3 separate regions of the Mus musculus genome follow, and all the other regions are linked to region 3. The links are chromatin contacts, called in public HiChIP or PLAC-seq maps. All regions are on one chromosome and are shown on one strand. Each heading gives the region's core, a stretch centred on a gene start, on an enhancer-like site or on the middle of the called end of the contact. The rest is flanking DNA. Distances are from core to core; before and after follow the strand shown. Region 1 has its middle 35 kb from the start of Spry2. Region 2 has its middle 27 kb from the start of Spry2. Region 3 holds the start of Ndfip2 (Nedd4 family interacting protein 2).

What was found. HiChIP or PLAC-seq counts read pairs in DNA pulled down with a chosen protein or histone mark.
Region 1: an H3K27ac HiChIP or PLAC-seq map of trophoblast stem cells shows a contact between it and region 3, with 13 read pairs. The contact joins the enhancer-like site here to the promoter of Ndfip2 in region 3. A contact is called at or near these places in 2 of 39 promoter capture datasets (neutrophils and pre-B cells) and 4 of 115 datasets of contacts at active chromatin or transcription factors (bone marrow-derived macrophages, embryonic stem cells, epiblast stem cells and 1 more).
Region 2: a contact with region 3 is called in an H3K4me3 HiChIP or PLAC-seq map of bone marrow-derived macrophages, with 3 times the contacts expected there. The contact joins the enhancer-like site here to the promoter of Ndfip2 in region 3. A contact is called at or near these places in 2 of 39 promoter capture datasets (the 3T3-L1 cell line and stem cell-derived epiblast-like cells) and 8 of 115 datasets of contacts at active chromatin or transcription factors (acute myeloid leukemia, bone marrow-derived macrophages, embryonic forebrain and 3 more).

What each region holds. Positions count from the first base shown.
Region 1 is chr14:105,859,051-105,863,971 of GRCm38.p6, forward strand. No RefSeq gene overlaps it. Among named protein-coding and RNA genes, the nearest start is that of Spry2, 35 kb to the right of the region's middle. Within about 2 kb of position 2,046, at least 34 of the 459 cell types and tissues checked have an H3K27ac peak or open chromatin away from gene starts, as enhancers often do. A contact at or near this core is called in embryonic stem cells, epiblast stem cells and trophoblast stem cells, where this site is marked.
Region 2 is chr14:105,921,582-105,926,064 of GRCm38.p6, forward strand. No RefSeq gene overlaps it. Among named protein-coding and RNA genes, the nearest start is that of Spry2, 27 kb to the left of the region's middle. Within about 2 kb of position 1,565, at least 135 of the 459 cell types and tissues checked have an H3K27ac peak or open chromatin away from gene starts, as enhancers often do. A contact at or near this core is called in acute myeloid leukemia, bone marrow-derived macrophages, pancreatic cancer cells and 1 more, where this site is marked.
Region 3 is chr14:105,255,985-105,260,449 of GRCm38.p6, forward strand. Ndfip2 (Nedd4 family interacting protein 2) reads left to right here and starts at 2,639. Exons shown (of 8, transcript NM_029561.5): 1 at 2,639-3,018. The coding sequence starts at 2,689.

The DNA of each region.
Region 1 (4,921 bases), core at 796-3,295, 600 kb after region 3:
AGAGATAAAAGATAGGCCTTAGTTCCTGCGGTGAGCAAAGACCACACCCTGGGCTTTTGCGTGCACGAGGCAAGGATTGTACCATTGAGCTGTAAGTAGATCCTTACCCTCTGGGAGGACTCGTGAAGACTGCAGGGATAACGGAGACTTCTACCTTCCTGTTTTTGTAGTGGTTGGGTATTTGCATATGTAACATATGCATTTGTATTTTAAAATGAACTTAGCAAGCTCACATTCTTAAGATAAAATCAACAAAGTTTAGGAGAACAGTAGGTATAAGTGGCTTTAGAAATTGGTAGGTTTCAAACCCTGGACAAAAGGCGGACCTGCCTATTTAACAAATCAAAGTGGACCTGCCTACTGATTCCCCCCCCCCCTTCTAATCCCTCAGTCCCTTCCTGACACACAGCCCTCCTGACTGGCATACCCCACCCACCCTTCCCGTAAATGCTACCGCAGAGGGGGCTGGGCTGCTCTTCCCAGTGCAATTCAACCATTTTGGTTACCTAAAGTCTTTGTTTCTGTGGGCCTTCTGGTCCCCTCCTCTCCTCCCTCCTCCATCCCCTCTTTCACGTGGCCCAGCTCAAGGTCATGTACACTCTGGACTTTCCCAGGGGTCCCTGCCTCTGTCTATGCTCTCTCACAAGTCTCTAATGAAGTTTCTCCTCCACCACACCTAGGAGTACTCAGGTTTCCTTGCCTTTTTTGTTTTCTTTTGTTTTGTTTTGTTTTTCCCATTCACTTGGGGCTGAAGCCCGGACTGGTCAAGTTCCTTTCCTTTTTATTTATTTATTTTTTTATTCAGTAATGTTGAGAAGAATTCGGGAGTAAATTAAACAATTTTTGTGCTAATAATAACAGAATAATCCTCCTCTTTAAAAAAAAAAAACTAAAATTGCTTAAGGCATTTAAAAAACTTGTTACTACATGCCTTATAATTAGCCTAGTATTAGAAACAAAAGAACCCCAGCAGAGTTTATCTGAGCCATCAGTGCCAAGGGAATGGATACAGACTTTGAACAATGACCTCAGATTTCTAGTCTAACCTTTCATTTCCGGACTGCTAGCTGATGGGTAACATTCTGAAAGACAGCTTCCCCAGTTTCTCCCTCCCTCTCCTTTGGAACTCAAAGGAGTTTGCATCTTAATCCGTTTCTGTAGAATTATAGAATTGTAGAATATTAGAAGGTTGAATTTGGGTAAAGCTTGGAGAAAAACATTAAAATTTCCTCTGGCTCTCTGGGAAATGTATAACTCTCCTGAGAGAAGATCACAGCTATGCTTCTGCCAGCAGGTCTTTGGCATTCTCTTAAAACAAAAGCTAGACTACAACCACCATTAATAATGGTGTGCATTACTCATAGGGACCTGTCTTCTATGCGCTGCTCTTTACTTAATGAATATGAGAACACACTGTATTTCGCCTTACAAAGGGAAGATCAGAAGCGGTCCATTCATTTTGTTGGATTGAGTTGTGTGCCCTCAGAAACAGAACAAAGCGGAGGGTGGAGCCAAATAAAGAGAGCACCACTACCTGTAAACCCACAAAGATTTCCTAATAAGAGTATTGCAATTAAAATAATTTTTCTGTGAACATTTTTGGTTCACAAATTCTATTAATGATGGAGAACAGAGTACTCTACTGTGATAAAATATTCCGGTTTTCTCCTCTTTCCTTCTCCAGCCCTAAACATTAAAAATTTGTATCACTGACGACTTAAAAGGTTCACCCTCAAGCATCCACTGTGTGTGTGAGTGTGAGTGTGAGTGTGTGTGTGTGTGTGTGTGTGTGTGTGTGTGTGTGTGTGTGTATGTATGTATGTGTGGTGGATGGAACTCAATACCTCACTCCAGCTAGGCAAGCACCCAGTCACAAATCACAGGTTTTCACAGATTTCCCTATTTCTCATTATCAGAAAGTCTTTTCAGATGCTTTACAGAGGTCATTCAAAGTTAAAATTCAGCAACCCCGCCCCGTGTGACCCTTTCTCTAGATTCCCACCCTGGGGTGTTTCCTTTCCCCGCTCCCCTAGGGAGCAGGAAGCTTATCAACAAGACACACAGGTGTGAGATAATCAGTTAAGCTCCTCCCAGGGGTGTGGATCTGGAGCGAGTGGCGGAGAAAGCCCAAGTCCAGTGTGCTCAAAGCAAAGTTCAGTAGTGGGAGAGAGTGTCCCGCTTTTGTCATTTAAAACCACTTCCTTAACTCTTTATCCTCCAGGTACTATCTCTATCTCTGTGACACTGAATCTTTTATCAGAACTTGTTCCTAAATAATGAAGTTCACATTACCTTCTAGTGCATTTTCTTCTTTTAGTTATGATTTAACCCAGGTGCCAACTTGGGATTCCAATGATTCTATTTACCTGAATTCTGGCTTGGGCAATTTGCCTGAAAATGTCAATCTTATTTTTTGTTTAGATTTACTTTAATACTATCCAACAATAGACTCACCATATCTTTTTTTTTAAGATTTATTTATTATATGTAAGTACACTGTAGCTGTCTGCAGAAACTCCAGAAAAGGGCATCAGATTTTGTTACGAATGGTTGTGAGCCACCATGTGGTTGCTGGGATTTGAACTCAGGACCTTCGGAAGAGCAGTCGGCACTCTTAACCACTGAGCCATCTGACCAGCTCCTCACCATGTCTTTTTTACTAGTATTGGCATCAATGGCCAAACAAATGTCGTAGATTGTTGAAGGTTTAGATATGCAGTTTTGATTCCCAGGAAGTAATACTGTAGGCAGATATGGTAGGAAGTAATACACTTTCAGAGACTAAAATATGAACATTTAACAACGATGCCCCAGTGATTAAAAGAAGCTCAAAGGAAGAAGATGCTCTATTGTAAGTCAATAAGGAACTTGATAGCACAACACAGAGTACAAAGTGACCTAAAGATCCGAGTGGGGACTACAGGAGATAAACGCATACAGGCGGTTTACGGTGGGCTCCTGCATTGGTATCCTTAACCAGAAACCAAAAATGCACTTTGTCCTATCCTGGCTGAAGGGGAAATGCCAGGACTGTTTCTATTCTGCTTCTTAAATGATTTTCGCGTCTCCATTCTTGAGATCAGAACGTCGGAATAGCCTTGGGCCTGACCTCCACCTCACTGTCAGCTTTGGAACACACCTCCGGCTTCCCGGGAAATCCCAACCAAGTAAAATCCGCTTGGCCTCCCTCTAAACCGCTAGTCCAGTCTGAAAGAATAAGCTACCGCTCGCCCAGAGTGGAGACAAAGCATTCCGATCTGCTCCAAAGATAGAAATACTGCATGCCATTGTCTCCTCCCTTAAGAGAGATAGTGCATCTGGGTGTGTCAGTCACCTGGTCAGGTCTCCAAGCCACCAAGAGAGCTGACTCACCGGAAGGTGGAAGGGATAATTTCTGAGTTGGTGAGACAGCATGCCTGTCCTCCCCTAAAGGCCTTCTGTCCCCTGTGCAGCATTGCAGAACTTCCGTCTTGTAGCACGGAGGGGCGAGAAACATAACTTCCCTTTCCTTCGTCTCTATCTCTTTTTCTTCAGGATACTGCTAAAGTCTGGGAATGCTCTTGCTGACCCTCTGGGCCTTCTCCTTCCTTCTCTAAAGGTCTCCCCCACCCCCCGCTGCCTTTTTCCAAGCGGCTGCCCGCCTGCCTTGGGGCCGTTTGGCAGCTCTACTCTGTTTCTTGGACCCTAACGCCACAGAAATGGCTTTCTTTTCCTCTTCTTTCCCCTTTCCCAGAGTTTGCCAAGATTAATAGTTTTTCTGTCCCGTTGGTTTTCTTGGAAACTTCAGTAATAATATTGTCCCCGAACTTACTTTTGAGTCTGTTTTTAAATTCTTTTACTAACAAAACCAAGAACTCCAAAGAGAGAACTCTAATTTCCCTGGTAACACAGGCTTCTACTACAATAGTGCATTTTATTAGATCTGAAACTCTTGCATGATACAAAGGTGAACATTTAAATCTTGTTCTCCTCATGCATGCTAGGCAAGGAGCTGCATCTTTAGTACTTGATTTGCTTTTAAATTAAATAAGCGTCCATTTCCTGGCCTGCTGTTCAGCAACTCAGAAACCAAGGGTAGAAGAATCATTTGAACCTAGAAATTTGAGACCACCTTGGGCAACCTCTACCTCAAAGCTGGGGGTGGGGTGGTCCAATAACCATATTTTCTAATTTTAAAAAACCAATCCTAGTTTTAAAGTCCATATGCTATTATTGGTCACTAATCACCTTCCACTTACCCTTTGTCTTAGTTAAGGTTTTACTGCTGTTGACAGACACCATGACAGAGGTGACATATAAAGGACAACATTCAATTGGGACTGGCTTACACAGATTCAGTCCATTATCAAGGTAAGAACATGGGCAGCATCCAGACAGACATGGTGCAGGAGGAACTGAGAGTTCTACATCTTCATCTGAAGGCTGCTAGCAGAATACCGGCTTCCAGGAAGCTAGGATGAGGGTCTTAAAGCCCACACCCACAGTGACACACCAACTCCAACAGGGCCACATCTTCTAATAGTGCCACTCCCTGGACCAATCATATACAAACCATTGCTTTTAAATTAAATAAAAGTCCATTTCCTGGCCTGCTGTTCAGCAACTCAGAAACCTAAGGTAGATGAATCATTTGAACCTAGAAATTGTTATGACACCCTTCAATCTGATTTTTTACAAAGATTTGTTTGTTTTATGTATATGAGTACACCGTAGCTGTACCAATGGTTGTGAGCCATCATGTGGTTGCTGGGAATTGAACTTAGGACCTCTGCTCGCTCTGGCCCCTCTCGCTCTGGACTAAAGATTTATTTATTATTATATGAGAGTACACTGTAGCTGTCTTTACACACACCAGTAGAGGGTGGCAGATCTCATTATGGATGGTTGTGAGCCACCATGTTGTTGCTGGGATTTGAACTCA
Region 2 (4,483 bases), core at 315-2,814, 660 kb after region 3:
GGGTGGGGGCAGTTTCTAAAGCATTGGTCCATTGGCTCAATGATTTTACAGGTACCAGTTCTTTTCTAAGGTTCTGCAGCAATTTGATGGGGGCTTCGGATGTTACCGCATTTGTTTCTTCTGAGAGCCCGTTTTTTTTTTTTTTTTTTTTTTTTTTTTTGGAGTTTTGATGAGACCAGTAGTTTTTCTTCAGTCTCTTGATTTAGGAACTCCATGCTAGAGTCTTTGCCACCATAGAGGAGATCTTTTCTCTTCAGAAAAAACAATTTGCAACTTTTCAGTCTCTTTGGGGGTCCTTGTGTGTCTATCTTCCTCCTTGGATATGTTTACTCTCCAGATAAGAGCAGCTAGCCTCTGATTTCTTTGCCAATGATTAAACATCTGTAAGGGACACAGGATATAAAAAGAATTCTCTTCTGTAATGATTAGTGTGTTTCTTTGTTTTATAAATAGCTAGTATTGAGAAAAGGATCCATTTTTAATGAGAACCATAATAGAAGTTATTCTAAAAATTTTTAAAAATATGACAAGATATTTTCTAATAAATCATAGAATGCCTTCCTAGAAATTAGGGTTTTCATATCTTGTATACAATAAGAGTTAAGAAAGAAACATACTTTAGGGCCTCTGATTTTTACATACTATATATATTTCAAATCATTTAAACATAAGCAGCTCATCTTAAAATTAATTCTAAGGTTATTAATATCCCATTGTACAACATACCTTGATTACTATCATTGTTTAGAAGTATCGTTTGTCATGATTCAGTAGTAGAGGAGAAATGATGGATGGAGTAGTGGGATGTTTAGTGTCTAATTACCGATGAATTTCTTTTTCTTCCTGATTTGGTTAGAGGTTATCCGTGACTAGATGCTTGTCATGAAAGGCATGTCTACAGGAAGACGGTGAAATTCCGTTTGCAGTAGAATCACTGTTGTTGTATTTGCAGGGAAGTACACTGCTGTGGTAGCACAAATAAGTCAAAGTTTGTGCCACATGGTTAGGTCAGTGTACTTTGTACACTCACAGTGTCCCCCCGGACTGTTTTAACAGTGAGTTCAGCAGTGGGTGTGGTTTCCATATGAATAGCTCTTCCTCCTATGGCCGTTGTTCACTCTGAGACTGTTTGGATATAACTTCTCCTCAGGTTCAACATTTGAGGCTCAAATGTGATCTATCTAGGAGGAATTCTTGAGAACTGTATTAACATGTTTGAAAGAACTGGATTTACTGAACACACTACTGTGTCAGAAAGGATTCCTTGAACGCTTGGACGGTTTCTAAACATAGTTTATAAATAAGGATATAAATTATCTGTGAATTAACACACAAACGACTTGGAAATGTCGAGGGCTCTGTCGTCTAGATGACTCATTTCACCCCCATTGAGTCACAGCTTCCTCTTGCTAACAGATGCTTAGAAATGGACTGGTTCGGTGAATTTCAAAGCAGCTGGAACCTCCGTGGCCTTAGCATCTCCTTTTCTGGATCACTGCGGCCTCTGGGCCACATGTAGGGGTGAGCTAGGGAGAAAGGAGCTGTGCGCAGACTTGCCTCCTGGCCTCCTGCTTGGCTGCCACTCACACAGCTTGCCCCCAGAATGGACTTCCTGTGTTGTCAGTCTTACTCAGTATCTCACCAAGCACTCTTTGTCACTCAGCCTGAGACAGAAAGGGGCGAGATAACAAATCTAGACTGCTTGTGTTGATTTTGTGGATAACCTAAAGGGCTCTCGGGGGGGGGGGGGGGGGCCCACCTCTACTTCGGCAACAGCCTTTCCTGTGACATTGAGCCAGGCTTTGGACATCCCGTTCCTTGGTTTGTGTCAATGAGGAATGAGGACCGCGGTGCTGTGTCCTCTTACTTTATTACAAAGTGCAGTAACTCGAACATTTTTCTGAACATTGAAAGCCCTTAGCAAAGAAAACATAACGAAACGCAAATTACAACCACCACAAGAGACAGACGGTCTTTTCTGTTCTCAGGAGATGGGAAGGAAATCACAGCTCACTAATTACATTCTTTACCTCCAAAAAGAATATGTTGTAGTCATGTAAATAAGGTCTTCCCTTCCGTCATCCTTCCAGTTTCCCCTATTATTATTGTTGTTGTTATTGTTATTATTTGCCCACATCACCATCCTCTTCCTGCAGATTTCCTTCTTCTACGTGGGAGACCTTAACACTTATATGGGGTCAAAGTTCAACAGCAACTGGCATTAGTCAAGAACGTGTCTAGTAGGCACCGAGACAAATAAGGAGATCAACTGAGTGATGGGACTGCATAGCAAGTCATGGTGTGTTGGCTTCAGCAAATTCCCTGGGTTCAGAAATGAATTCACAGAGGTAGCGTTGGCAAGCAGGGTCTCTGGACTTTGGTGTCTTTATATCCTAGGATGCGTATTTATCCGGAGCTCTTTGCAAAGGGATTGGACAGGATGGAAACCATCGAGAAATTGAAAGATTCTTCCTGTTGTGTGGGAGAAAGTATCATATCTATACCTGTAGCCTTTACCTTCCTTTGGTTAAACAATGAAAGTAGGCTCAGTGCACCTGGGAGAGAAACACTGGATCATTCCATTGCATTAGAATTTATAAAATATTCCAAAAATTCGAGAATGTATTTTAATTTCACGTAACAAAAAAAATCCCCCTTTAAGCGGTTGAGTTTATTGCTGCTATCTTGTGTTATGAAGACACTAGCAATATCAATCGTGACTTAGAAATCAGTTTACCTCGTCTTCCTCATGACATCTCAGGAAGGGACCTGCACACGGGCTCCCCATGCATCACGCATGCGCACCGTTTCCATGTGGACCGCAGCACCTGCACGGCAGGGCTGAACTCCTGAGCTCTGCACAGGAAGTACTTATACTACGTGTCCTAACGTTGTGCTTATTTCATTTTTCCTCCCAAAGACGTTATTCGATATTGGGTAGGAAACACTCAGAGATGATCCACATAGGACATATATTCACATATACATATACTTTTTAAAAATAAGTTATAAGACACATTCCAGTCTGTTCATAATATGGATCAGAATAGAAGGTAGATTATTAACTTTGTAAGCATTTTTCCCCCGGGTTTGTTTCGCCTTTATACCAGACATGCATTACTTTTTTTTTTTTTTAACTAAAATGTGAATAAAGAAAATGTTTTGACACTTGTTCAATAAAAGTGACTTTTGAGACAATTTACCAGTGGCAAATAATATTTGTGATTTATCATTTTTGTCAATCATGATAAAGGATCTGAAAATCCAGGAGAAAAGGCTTTTTTTTTTTTTTTTTTTTTTTTAAAGGCACACATTCAAACCCACAATGGTTGTGCTCCCTCTGCTGGCTCTACTGGGACAGTTTGGGAGGATAGAATAATAGCAAAGAAAATTCTGATTTTTGTGTGTGTTTTACATATTGTTTTGACAGAGACGTTTCTCCTGACAGAAAGTTTTAGGTTAGTTGGTAACATTTCCCCTAATATTTAGTAGTGATGCTGAAGCAGGCCTAGATTACTGTCATATTTTAAGTGAATTTCCTTTCTTATGTTAAGTAGAGCATAAAATGTAGCAATTATTTCTCCCCCATATTTTCCTCTGTTTGGGTACAGTCTCACTATATAGGCCATGCTGGTCTCGGCCTCCTAAGTACTGGGATTACAGGTGTGTATCGCCATGCCCAGTTCAAAATACAACAATTTTATTTTGTTGAAAAAAATTTTTTTTTTGTTAAAGATAACCTTGTATAACTAGTTATTGATAATTTGGTGTTTTCATCATTCATTCCAGTGTGTGTGTGTGTGTGTGTGTGTGTGTGTGTGGTATATGAAGATGTGTGTCTGTGTGTGTGTGTGTGCATGAGTGTGTGTATGTGTGTGCACATGTGTGTATGTGGTATATGAATGTGCGTGTGTGTGCATATGTGTGTGCCTGTATGAGTCTGTGTTCATGTATGTGGCATATATATGTGTGTATGTGTATGTATGTGTGGTATGTGCACAGGGACATGTAAAGTACAGCTCAGGTGTGATTGATTAATGACTGCTTGTGAGAATACAGTTTCTTCTTCTACCGTGGCTTCCAGTGAATCTCAGGAAGCAAACTCAGGGTATCAGGGGTGGAAACAAGCACCCTTAGCTTCTGATCGGTCTCGCTGGTTCTGTAACTGAGTCTAACCGTTCATTTGTTTACCTGTCCATCAGGCTCACACCAGAAAATAACCAGATGGGGATGATATCAACATAGGCTATTGCATTTAAGAAACCACTTTGTTAGATAACGTTCGTCTATATCTTCCTGTAGTATAGATATTTGGAATTGCTCAGGTAATATAACTTTTCATGGTCTAGAAATTAGAACTAAAGGTTCTCAGAATTACCCATTTTCTTTCTGGAATGTTGACGTTCACATCTCAGTGATGATCCATAGATACTGTCATTTAACAAATGCTTGCATTACATCACTGAATTCTTTGCTGTATTCT
Region 3 (4,465 bases), core at 1,389-3,888:
ACTGCAGTGAAATTCTACAGTTTGACTTGAGGTGGCTTAGGACATCAAGTTCTATTTTTTTTAGGTAAGTAGAGTTGACACTAAAAGCTCAATGTTGAAAACATTACCAGATACTGTTTAAGACCTCTAGAGAGTATTGTCATTTCCTGACTCCGTTCTCTCAAGAGGATTTCTTTTTTCATCCACAAGGGATGGCTTCCAGTGCTCATGCTTTGTTAAGGTCATAGGTGAGTGAACAGGATGCCTCTTCTGCAATGGGAGCGCATCGTGATTCCATATGGACGAAGAAGGGTGGGACTGGCTACTTATGATGAATCATTCCTTTATCTCTTCTTCACAGTGCCACAGTGCAGATGACCAGGACAGGGAAAGGAGACAGGGACTTGCCCTTTTATAGGGTGCACTATTGATCATGGTGACCAACATTGGGGGCCCTTGTATCTATCAGCACTTACCAGTGACTTTAGCATTGGTAAAGTTGCTGCTCTCTCTGCCCCTTAGCTTCTCTCTCTGTTAAGACTAATCATGCCTATTTACACCACAGAGTGGTGTGGAGGCTAAACTAACACTAGATTCAGATCTCACTGTCTCATTGTTCTTCCAAACTTCCTCACTGAAAATCTATTGTGTCATTGAATCATGCCATCTGCTCTGTGAGAGTAGAAACAGTCAGAGAACCTGGGTGTGGGTAGAATGGAAGAGCTGATATAACCCAGGGTTCGGGGTGTCTGTTTTGAGTCAGGTCTCTGATTTTTAATGGCCTCTTTTTCTTAGAAGTAATAAAATTTAGAGACAAGTGAACCTACACAGCTAATGAAAATAAAAGGGCACAGGAATTCAATTCTAAATTACCTTTATAATAACAAGTTATATTGGGATCTAATTTTTCTTTGCTAACACTGGGTGTTGTTTAGCTCATGAAAGGCAATTCTATTCAGGATGATACTGTAAGGAGTTGGCACTTGTGCTAATAATATCGATTAAATTAGGATCTAAAATATACTACATTGGAACACATGAAGAAAATTAGGTATGACAACACCAATTGCTTTTTATTATTTCTGGTCTGGCAATGCTAATATTAGATATTTTAAGATGATCCTAATAGAGATCTGATAAATCATCTGAAAAATAAAAATATCAGAAAGACTTAACTTTTCTAGCTACAACTATACAAAGTTTATTGAACTTTGTTGGATCTGGCCAGTTGTACCAGTCTCATCTGGCTTCCTTTCTTTCGGCAATCTCATCTGCACATGTATGAAGCAAAGTGAGAGATGGTCTCCAGGTTTCCCTCCCCGGATCCCCAGGAGATCTCCATAGTAAGAACAGTTATGGGGAAAGGGCTTGATTATCTTAAAAAGAACAGTTGGGCCAGATCGAGTAGGGCCACAGATCTCAGGGTACAAGAAGCAGATGTTTGGGTTAAAAGGTACCTTTTGCTGGTCTGCCATAGTCTTCTAATTGTTAGAGAAACATGCTCTGTGCCGAGAGAGAGAGAGAGAGAGAGAGAGAGAGAGAGAGAGAGAGAGAGAGAGAGAGAAAAGAAGAAGAAGAAGGAGGAGGAGGAGGAGGAGGAGGAAGAAGAAGACAAAGACGAAGATGAAGAAGAAAAGGAGAAGAAGAAGAAAAGGAAAAGAAGAAAAGAAAAAGAAAAGAAAGAAAAAGGAGAAGAAAAAGGAGAAAAAGAGAAAGAAAAAGAAGGAAGAAGAAAGAAAAAGAAGAAGGAAGAAGAAAGAAGGAGAAAGAAGGAGGGAGGAGAGGAGAGGAGAGGAGAGAGAGGTGTCACAGGGTATTATGATGCGCCACAAAAACTGATTCTTTACCATTATCTTAGGAATATCTGAGTATTATTAGCACACACACAAAAATCCTACCTCACTTCATTATTTTCTTCTGTCCTTCCCATTTCCTATTTCTAAAGGCCTCTTTCTCTGTATGTCATCAGAATATGTTTGAAGAATTTGTAAATCTCTTAGAAACAAGGGGGCAAAAGAAAGAGGAGGGTAAAGCCCTATTCAGGATTTTCAGAGTAATGAAACTGTTCAGTATGATATATAATAGTTAGGGTATATTTGTCAGAACTCCTACAACGTACAATGTTCAAAATGAACTCCAATGCAATCTATTATGGATTCTAAGTGATTGACAATGGTACGCTGTCAAATGGGTTTAACATTTGTCACAAATGAGCTGTTCTACTGAGGAAGGCTACGCGTGCTCAGAAGCAAGACTGTCTTTTTTTTTTCCTTCCTCGAAATTTTACTGTGACTTTAAAGCTGATTTTATATATGTATATGTGGTCTTTGTATATGTATATGTCCCTGGTATTTGGTAATTCATTACCTCATTAATGATTTCGAATGAGCGCCTTTTTAGGCCTGTCCTGAGATGGATCTCTTTGAGATGCTCTAGGCTGGGGACTAATAAAAGGGCGACCTGTCCTCAGGTGCTCTAGGAATGCAGCGCCTCCACCCTCCGCAGTGACGATGCATCCTCTCGCCCCACAGTGAAACCTGCCCTCACAGGAAAATCCAATCAAGTGGGACGATTTTTTTTTTTTTTTTCTTTTCCGCTTCGGTTGCCACCGCCCACTGTCGACTAGATGACAACCTAGAGGGCTCCCGGGGACTTGCCTGACTCTTCCATCTCCTCCCACCTAGGGACACCTCCGGAGCCGGGCGGCGGATGGGACGCCGGCGGAGCCAGAGAGCATGCGCGTCCGCGCCGAGCATGCTCAGTAGCGCGCGCGGCTCCCCGGAGCTCCGGCGCCGATCGGCGAGCGACGCGGAGCTCTCCGCTGGAGCCGAGGGAGCGACAGGAAGTGAAGCGGCCCCGCCAGGCGACCTCGGCGGCAGAACCCGAGGCGGCGGAAGAGGCTCTGCGGCGGCGGCGGCGACGACGTCGACCCGGGAGGCCGAGGGAGCTGAGCGCCGAGGGGACACGCCCGCTCGGAAGCCGGACCCCGAGGCGGGCAGGATGGATCACCACCAGCTGGGGACTGGTCGCTACCAGGTGGTGAGTGCGCGGGCCCCGGGGAGGACGCTGGCCTCGGGGCGTCCCGGCGGGCCCCTTCCCGCCCAGCCCACCTCTCCGCCAGCCCCCGGCCGCAGTCGACGGCCAGCGCCCCGCCGAGCCCCCTCCCCGGCGACGCTCCCCGACTCACCCCGGCTGGCTTTCTTTCCCCTCCTTCTTCCCTGACTCACACACCCGTGAGCAGTGAGTGGTGTCCCCCTGCGGCGGGGCAGGGTGCAGGTACCTGTCAGGGAGTCGACCCGACCGGTGGCCTGAATTGTGTGAGGTTATAGAGTGGGGTGCAGCAGGGCTACAACCGGCGTGAGGGGTAGAGAAGAGCTGTGATGGGGAAGGTGCCTCTCTTCTAGTTAACCTTGTCATTTTGCCCTTTTCCATTGTGTTAGTATTACAGTGATCGTTTTTTTTTTCTTTTTTTTTTAAATCTGTTCCTGCTTTGCCTGTGTTCGTGTGTGCAGCGCTTTATTAGAAAAAAAAATCAAACCTTGTTTGAAATGAAATAGTTTTCATTTAATACAGAGTTTTAAAATCACTCAAGTATGTAAACCACCAGCTATGCTTAATGAGTGAAATGCGCCCTGTATTTTCTTTGTCAGAATCTCTGTATTTTACACCCTGTGTGTTTTAGTGATGTCATTGGAGATAAATATTGTGAATAGCATTGTCAGCAATATTTACTTTATTGCGTTTTCACTTATAAACTTTTAGATAATTTAGTGGAACATAGTTACGGGGGGAGAGAAGAAAAGCATTTGTGCATATTGTTGCTATTGCGTGTCGGGTTTATAAGATTGCACAGTTAGTCCTATATGTCATCTTTTCTGTCTGTCTGCATGTGTGTTGTGCCTTTTGACAAATCTGAAGGATTGTGGTAGAGACTTAAATTTTCATTTTTTCTTTGGTAAGAATTCTCTGTCATTTGTGTCTATTTGCTATAGCATGGCCAGGTGATTTAGATTATGAACTTTCTGAAAATTATCAACATTTTCAGAATGGCTTAGGAAATAGAAATCTTGCCAGTTTATTGAAGGTGCTTTTCAAGTTGTCAGCTTTGGGTAACTTTATATTTTTTAAAAGACATTGTTCCCTTTCTAAGTGTTTGCAAAAAAAAAAAAAGCCACGTAATTTTATCATTGATACTTGTTTTACTTCTCAAATCTTACCCACTTCTGTTTGTGTCTCTAAGTGATATAATTTGATTTGAATTCTTTCTTTGGGTTGCTTTTCCTTATTGGGCTCAACCATGGATGATACTTAAAATAGTGTTAATAGTTTTAATTTATTATATTGTCTCTTTTGCTTTTGATGGAGGTAACTAGTTGAGACTATTTTTTTCTCTCAAAATCTCTTCAGATAATGTTGGAGTTTACTTTTGTCTAAACTTTGAAAGAAGGTATAAAATACTACATTTTTTTCCCTTCAAAACTGAAGC